Linked DNA regions of Sus scrofa: region 1 is linked to region 2. Evidence: chromatin contacts called from public Hi-C data. All regions are on one chromosome and are shown on one strand. The core of a region is the stretch at or near the end of the contact, and the rest is flanking DNA. Distances in the headings are between cores, read along the strand shown. Region 1 overlaps ITGA9 (integrin alpha-9). Region 2 holds the start of ITGA9 (integrin alpha-9).

Region 1 (3,961 bases), core at 181-2,680, 120 kb before region 2:
AACATTTACTGGGCAATGAGTCAATGTCAATTTCCCTGCTTGGTTATGGAGATATGGCGAGAAACAGGAAGTCCCTGATGCCAAATCTTACAAGCTTTTAGGAGCTCTTTACAGCTTTGTCATTAATAAAATTATCCCAAACTTCTGTGAATTCACATCTCTTTCCTACCAGTACTACCTTGGTCATAATCAAAGTTTATGGAACTTTTTGGCTCACTGATAGGTGAGAATACCATACACCATATGCTAACATGCTTCTTACCAAGCAGATGGGAAGAGGGACATCAAGCCCAGGATAGTATAGGATGAAAGAGGAACCAGTGTCAGATTCAGGAGAGCCACATGGATCAAAGACACTGTGAACACCAGACCAACAGCTGCTGCCTTGAGGTGGCGCCGTCAGGCCAGGTGATGCGATGAGATCAGCCAACCTGAGGAACTGGCCAACAGGAAGGGATTACCACATCCTTTCAATCTCTGTGGTTTGGGCATCTTCCCTGTGCTGCTGCTGGGAAGAAGCACAACTGGCTGGTTTGAATTTCTTCTCCTTTCCTCTCCCTGAGCTCTGGTGAGGGATGGCTAAAAAGTCAGACACAGAGGAAGAAAGGAATACAAAATGAAGCCTGGATGTTTCACTGAGAAAATAACAAACTGGAGACCCGAAGGACCTGGAGGACACTGAGCCCTGGAAGAAACAGGAAGTGGGGAGTTGTAGGGACAGACAGACAGACAGACAGACGGCCTAGGCTGCACGGGGCGGAACGAGGAGGAGTGGTATGATCCCACGAGGGGGAGTCTGGCTCAGCACAAGGAAGGAATTCCGGGTCAGCTGGACCCCCAGCCCCCCAGCACCAGATGGGCCCCCAAGCACAGTGGAATCCTCCCATAACCAAGGTGGCCAGGGCCACAGGACACCTGCAGCGGCCCCCAGTGGCCTGGCCACGGCTCTCTGCTCAGAGACTGGAGGAATCCGCCAGCTGAGCAGCTGGAGGCCGAGGAGCTGCAGGAAGGCCTGAGCTGCCTTTCCCAGGCACTCCATACAGGTGGGGAGCACGATTCCTGGCTCACAGGAAATGCTTCTATCCTGACTTAAAGCCAGGAAGTGCTTAACCAGCAACAGTGCTCGCTGAATTCACGCACCTTTGGCCCCCTCCAAAGCCTCTGAGCGTTAACAGGGCTGACAAATGGGTCCCTGGGAGGTCTGTACTTATACCCACAGGTGAGGAGCACAGACACAAGAAATGTGGGCCTTGCATCCCCTAGAACTTCTTCACCCACTCAATTACCCACCCTCCTCCACCCCCGCCTCCAGGATGACCCCAGGAACACCTACGTGTCATCAGAAGCTAAGCACAAGGCCTGATCCGCACAGGCTCACCAGCACTAACACCCCAGCTGAAAACAATGACGCTGACATCCTCAGCAGCTGGATGGCAATCCCTGCGCCTCCCGCAGGCTTTCTGAAATGTTGGAAAGATTATACAGATTCTTCTCACTGTACTATGGACATATGGGCTCCAGGAACTCCAGTGTAGGAAATTCAGAAGCAGCTTCCCAAGGCAAGCATGAAAGCACCCTTTATAATATTAATATGTTTCTCAGAACCACAGGTGATAGAAGTTGTACTTTTAATATTTAGTTGATGAAGGACATGCCTTCCCATCTATGCATTCCCACTCCAGGCCCTGCATCCACCCCAGGTCTCCAAAGTGATCAGATTTGACTCTGGACAGACACTGTCCAATAGGTAACCATGGCCCACGAGTGCCTAATGAGCACAGAAAATTGAGGCTAAGCCAGACCCTGGGTTTCAAAGACCAAGCACCAAAAAGAACACTAATAATAACACACTAATAATATTTACATCGATTACAGTGATAATATTTTGGATATACTGGGTTAAGTGTTATTAAAATCAATCTTCCTTGTTTAAGCTTTTTCAGTACAGTGCCTCGGAAATTTCCAATTGCATACGTGGCCTGCAGTCCCTTTCTACTGCACAGAGCTGCTCTGAAGTTTCACTCTGGGATGACAACTTCTTCTGGATAGAAGTAAAGAAGGCACCGCTGCCTCGGGACCTGGGCCTGGCTCCCCTCCACCTAATCAACGTCTTGCCACCAGGCCAGCAGGCACCCCGGAGAGCCACAGGCTGACTTTCTACCCAGGGCCATGGCTCTGGGTTGTTTTCTTAAAGATGATGCAGCCTTGAACCATTTCCTAAAATTGTCTGGGTCTCTCCCTCATTCCTTGCAAGGCAGGTCTAGTGATGGCGGAAGGCACGTGGGGAAGAGCGTACATGTGGCTCCAGGAATCCTTGAGTGGTCCATGCTGGGTCCTTGGTGGTAAATAAAAAGCTAAATCACAAAGGACTAAAAAGAGGCCAGGAGGACACCTGCCTGGAAATTCCAGCTCAGCACATTTACAGAAGACTCTTACACATGTGTTTGCATATTTTCCAGTGTGTGGAGCTCATTAGTACTTTAAAAGCATGCTCTTGTTTAGCCTCACACCAACACTGGAGGGGTAAACATCTGGGCCCTGCTTTCTCCCTGTATTACATTGATACCCAGGACAGGGACAATCCAGAAAGCAATTCTTTGCTTGCTTTTTAAATTTTTATTATTATTATTATCATTTTGTCTTTTCTAGGGCCACACCCATGGCATATGGAGGTTCCCAGGCTAGGGGTCTAATCAGAGCTGTAGCCACCGACCTATGCCAGGGCCACAGCAACTCGGGATCCAAGCCGCATCTGCGACCTACACCACAGCTCACGGCAACGCCGGATCCTTAACCCACTGAGTGAGGCCAGGGATCGAACCCACAACCTCATGGTTCCTGGTCGGGATTCGTTAACCACTGAGCCACAACGGGAACTCCCTGCTTGCTTTCTTTAAATAAATGACCCCCAAATGGTTAACATTTTGTGTGTATCTGTGTGGAAGTATATTTCTGTGTGTTCATAAAGTCTCATGCACCAAATTCTTTCCAGGATCAGAAAAGTTTCATTCATTACATCAGAAAAAAAAATAAGTCTTTGAAGTTTAGCTCATTAACTCTAATCATCCCTTGAAATGGACAATAAGAACCTAATTGGTCATTTGATGAGCATTTTGGGAGTCCTAGACCATATTAAGTACGGCCCAGGGTGACTGTGATAAATGCCATGCACTCTGTGCCCTAAAAGAGCTGATGCTCCTCTGACAGAAAAGGCCAAAAGCAAGTACAGAAGTGTTACAGGCCGAATCATGTCCTCCCCAAATTCACATGTTGAATCCCTAACCCCCCATACCTCAGAATGGAACCAGATCAGGAGAACGGGTAATGAAGAGGTAATTAGGTTAAAATGGGGTCTTCAGGTTAGGCCCTAATCCAGTATGACTAGTATCCTTATAAGACAAGGAGATTAGTACAGAGGGAACACAGCAGAAGGACACCAGGAAAAGATGGTCATCTTCAAGCCAAGGAAAGAGGCCTCGGGAGAAACCAACCCTGCCTGCGGACACCGTGGTCTCATACTTCCAGCCTCTGGACCTGTGAGAAGTAAACTCTGTTATTCAAGCCACCTAGTTTGTGGTCTTTGCTATGGTGGCCCCAGAGGACCAAGACACCAAGTAACACAGGTGGGAAGAGGGCCCCGGCTGACCTGGGGGTCAGGGAAACAGAAGGATGAGCAGAGACAGATGGGGTGGTGGGCAGCCATTCTGCGGAGGGAGCCTCCCAGTGGCCCTGGAGGGGGAACTAAGGCCTGCACGGGTACAGGGGGTAAGGCTGGGAGCGGGCAACAAGAGGGAAAGCAAGAAGCCTGGAAGGCAGGGGGCTTCCTGACTTGTCAAGCCCCAGCGTTCAGAACAGATACCCCAGCTGGCCAAAAGCTCCCTGAAGGCAGGGCCGTATTCTAGCGTTCTCCATCTCCCAGGGCTCAGCATGGTGTCTGGCACATGGACGTGGCAGGCGCTCC
Region 2 (4,240 bases), core at 87-2,586:
GCGCTTATCTCCTGGTCAGCAGCCCCATGTGAGATGAGGACCAGGCTGCCCCAGAAATCACCCACTGGCCCCATGAGCCTAGTTACTGGGAGGTCGTGGACCATCCCACCCCCACCCCCCGCCTCCCAGACCCTCTCAGCTTCCACAGAGGGTCTGGTAAGAGAATAGGCGACAACACACTAGGCCTCCTCCGTGCACACCCAGCCCACTCCCCTAGCATTTCGCATGTCGGGGATACTCTATCTACTTCCTGCGCAGCCGGCAGGAGGGGCTCAAAGCCGGGAAGGGGTGGATGGGGTGTCACCAAGGGTTCCCCAAACCGAGGAGTCCTGTCTCCCCGGCCCGGGGAGTCAGGATGCTGGAGGAACCAAGTTACTCTACGACCCAGAGAGTTAAGATAAGTCTAGTTGGGAAGGCGAGGGGGCAACCCCGGCGGCTCTCAAACCCGGGCAGGAGCCCGATCGATCCCCTCCGACTCGACTCGGGCGCCCGCTCCGGCGTCCGCTGGACCGGGACCGGCGTCCTCCCTTCTCCCCGCCTTCCCTTGGCAGCCCGGCTGCGCGCAACAGAGACATTTAAATCACCCCCTCGGGACGGCGGCGTGGAGAGGCCGGAAAGGCGGTGGCGGCAGCCGAGGGTCTGAGGCCTGCCCGGGGTCGGGGTCCGGGCTGGGGCCGGAGGGCACTCACCAGCGCGTGTTGTCGTGGAAGTGTTCCAGCACCGCGTAGCCGAAGAAGGACCCGGCGGGACCCTGGAAGCGCACCGGGCGCTGCGGGTCGAGATTGTATGCGCCCGCGGGAGTCCCCGCGGCCACCAGCGCCAGGAACAGCGCGCAGAGCCGCCCGGCGCCCCTCCGCGCCGCCGGGCCGCCCATCCCCAGCCGGCCGCCGCCCTCCCCTGTGCCCCGCGAGCAGGGCGCCGAGCGTGCCGGCAGCGGGGCCTCAGGGTCCGCCGACGGCGGAGAAGCTCCCGGGGGCCGGAGCTCCGCGGGGGAACGCGGGCGCGACGCGGCGCCGGGCCGAGGGCCGTGAGCTGAGCGGGCGCTGCAAGCGAGCACAGGGGCGGCCCGGAGCGGGCGGCGTCCTCTGTCCGGCGGAGAAGTGTGAGCGCTCGGAGCGAGCCGGTCCCGGCCCGGGCGGCGCTGGACTGCAGAGAGGCGCGCCCGCGGGGTGGGCGGCCTGGGCGGCCGGCGGCGGGACGGCGCTGCAGCGCCCCCTGCGGGCCACGAGCCTCCCGCCGCCGCCCGCAGCGGAAGAGAAGTCCAGTCGCCCCACCTTCCTGGTCCCTAGACAATTCTAAACCTCCCTGCAGTCCTGCCAGGTGTCACACTCAAACCGAGAACCGGTGAAGGCGGGTGAAGTTTATACTCCAGCCCCGCCCATCCGCTGTCTCTTCACCCAGCTCTGAGATAACCCTTAGCCCGCAAGCGCTCCAGAAACGCCAGCTGATGCCAATAACGATGATAGCCACGTGGGAGCGAGCAGAGGACATCTTCACGGGATCATCACCTGGCTTCCTCGCAGCTGGTGCGTACATGTGATCCCTGCACCACCAGCAGCACCTGAGAACTTGGAAATGCCAGTCAGCAGGTCCTATTGAATCAAAACCTCCGCTTGGGTGGATGGGTCGGGGTGTGTGTAAAATTTACCATCTTAGCCATCTTTAAGTGGACAGTGTGGTGGCATTAAGTACATTTACATTGTTGTGCAGACATGACACCAATCTCTAGGAATTACCTTGCAAAACTGTAACTATATTCATGAAACATTAACTCCTCATTTATTCCCTCCCCCTAGCCCTTGGCAACAAATTGTATGAATTCAACTACTCAGAGTACCCCCACACGGGTGGAATCATACAATATTTGTCTTTTTGTGCTTGGCAATCCACTTAGCATAATGCCCTCAAGGTCCATCCTTGTTGTAGCATGCATCAGAATCTTTTCTTTTTTCCTTTCTTTCTTTCTATGTTTAATCTTTTTTAGGGCCACACCTGTGGCATATGGAGGTTCCCAGGCTAGGGGTTAAATTCGAGCTGTATCTACTGGCCTAAGCCACAGCTCAGGGCAATGTCCAGATCCTTAACCGAGTGTGCAAGGCAAGGGATCAAACCTGCGTCCTAACGAATACTAATCAGATTTGTTTCTGTTGAGCCTCAATGCGAACTCCCAGAATTTCTTTTCCTTTTAAAGACCACATAATATTCCATTGATGTACACACTATATTTTCTTTATTGATCCGTGGATTGACACTTGGTTTGTTTCCACTTTGGGGCTATTGTAAATAATACTTCTATGAATATAGGTGTATAGTTACCTGTTCCAGATAAATACCTTCAAGTTCTTCAGGGTGTACGCCCAGAAGTGGAATACCTGGATCATATGGTAGTTGTTTAACTTTTTGAGACTGCCATACTGCTTTCCACAGTCACTGCACCATTTTACATCCCCACAAAGAGCGCAGAGTTTCCATTTCTCTATATTTTCATAACACTTGTTATTTTCTGGTTTTTTTGGGGGGGCGGTTTGTTTTCTAAATAGCAAGTCAAAAAAAAAAAAAGCAGTAAAATTAAATTGGGAAAAGTTGGTTTTAGTCCAATTTCCCCAAGCTTTTTTCTCTGTCCCAGCTGCCCAGCCTCACTAGTGGAACCCCATGGCTGCCCAGTCACCTAAGAGAGCTCAGCACAAAGTGTTACACCTATTTCTTGTCATACCCAATCTAACCAGTCCTGTTTTTTCTACCTCCTCAAGCTTCCAAATCCATTCATTCATTCTCATCTGTACTGCGTAGTGTTCAATTCAAGCCCATGTCTTTCCTTGACCATTTAACCATAATCATTACCTTTTTAATATGTGCAGAATTTGCAGTGATGTCAGCTTTTTCATGCCTGTAATTTGTGGTTTTGGTCTTTATTTCTTGGTCTGTCTTTGTAGGAGTTGTTAATTTTATTAATTTTTCAAAAAACCCACTTTTGACTTTCGTGTTATTTTTCTGTATTGCATTTACTTTTTAATCTTAACAATTTATTGATTTTTTGATCTTTATTATTCTTTCTACTTTGTTTGGATTTAAATTGCAATGCTTTTCTCTAGCTCCTTGAGATAGATGCTTCGATTTTTAGCCTTACTATTTTTCTAATCCTTTTCTGATATATACGTTTTAAAATATGTAATACGTATGTGTGTGTAAACACACTAAATTTCCCTCTAAGTCCTGTTTGAGCTATAGCCCACAAGTTCTAATGTGTCCAAAATATTTTCTAATTGCAATTTTAAGTTCCCCTTTGACCCGTGGGGTATTTCGAAGGGTGGTGCTTCATTTCCAAGTTGTGGGGGATTTTCTAATAATCTTTTTGTTCCTGATTTAATTCCACTATGGTCATAGAACATATTCTGTACTTTTTAAATCCTTTGAAATGTGTCAAAATGTGTTTCAGGACGCACCATATGGTCAACGTTGGTGAATTTTTTACACGCACTTGTAAAGAATGCAAAACCGCTGTTGGAAGTATTGTTCTGTATGTGTCAATTGCGTCAAGTTTGTTAATCATGTGGTTCAAAGCTCATTTATTCCTATGGATATTTTGTTGGCATATTCTATGACTTATTCAAGGAGGTGTATTAAAATCTCCACTATGATGGTAGGTTTGTTTCTCATTGTAGTTCTGTCAGTTTTTAATCATATAATTTAGGGCTTTGTTTTTTGATATAAACATAAGATTCATACTATGATGGCTCTTTTATTATTATGAAGTTTGCCCACATTATGGTGGTTTTTCTACTCTTGTCTACCTCTTCCACCTATAACAGAGATTTGGATAATGGCTAAAGCCTCCTGTTGGCTCCCATCTCCTACCGGTTGGGGCCAAACCTCCTTAGTATGACTCAAAGGGGCGGGGTGGCTGTGTCTCCATGACCAGTAGCATCGTGTGCACCTTTCCTGTTTCACTGCCCCCAAACCCTGCAATGCATCCACATGCAGCATCTAGCTGTTCCCTAAACATGTCCAGGAGAGATTTTCCCCCATCTGTGCCTTCTCAATATTGTTCTTTCTTCCCAGAATGCCCCACCCCTTTTATCTAGCTAGCAAAACCCAGTCCATCCTAGTCTTCCAGCCCAGTTCCCACCTCACCCTTTCCGTGCCATTTCCTCTGCACCTTTCCCTTCTGAGTTCCCACACCAGTGTTTACACATCTCTCTCAACACTGACAGTGGGAAGTTTTATTTTTCTGACTCTCTGT

Evidence for each region. A called contact is a pair of places that touch in the nucleus more often than the background predicts.
Region 1: a Hi-C map of fetal skeletal muscle shows a contact between it and region 2, with 2.0 times the contacts expected there. The contact joins the enhancer-like site here to the promoter of ITGA9 in region 2. A contact is called at or near these places in 5 of 5 promoter capture datasets (fetal liver, fetal skeletal muscle, liver and 1 more), 8 of 47 Hi-C or Micro-C datasets (fetal heart ventricle, fetal skeletal muscle, heart right ventricle and 3 more) and 1 of 2 datasets of contacts at active chromatin or transcription factors (skeletal muscle).

Annotation. Positions count from the first base shown.
Region 1 is chr13:22,412,685-22,416,645 of Sscrofa11.1, reverse strand. All of the region lies in intron 15 of ITGA9 (integrin alpha-9), which reads right to left. Among named protein-coding and RNA genes, the nearest start is that of ITGA9, 120 kb to the right of the region's middle. Within about 2 kb of position 1,430, at least 4 of the 83 cell types and tissues checked have an H3K27ac peak or open chromatin away from gene starts, as enhancers often do. A contact at or near this core is called in fetal skeletal muscle, where this site is marked.
Region 2 is chr13:22,295,593-22,299,832 of Sscrofa11.1, reverse strand. It overlaps ITGA9 (integrin alpha-9), which reads right to left and starts at 1,336. Exons shown (of 28, transcript XM_021071658.1): 1 at 690-1,336. The coding sequence starts at 874.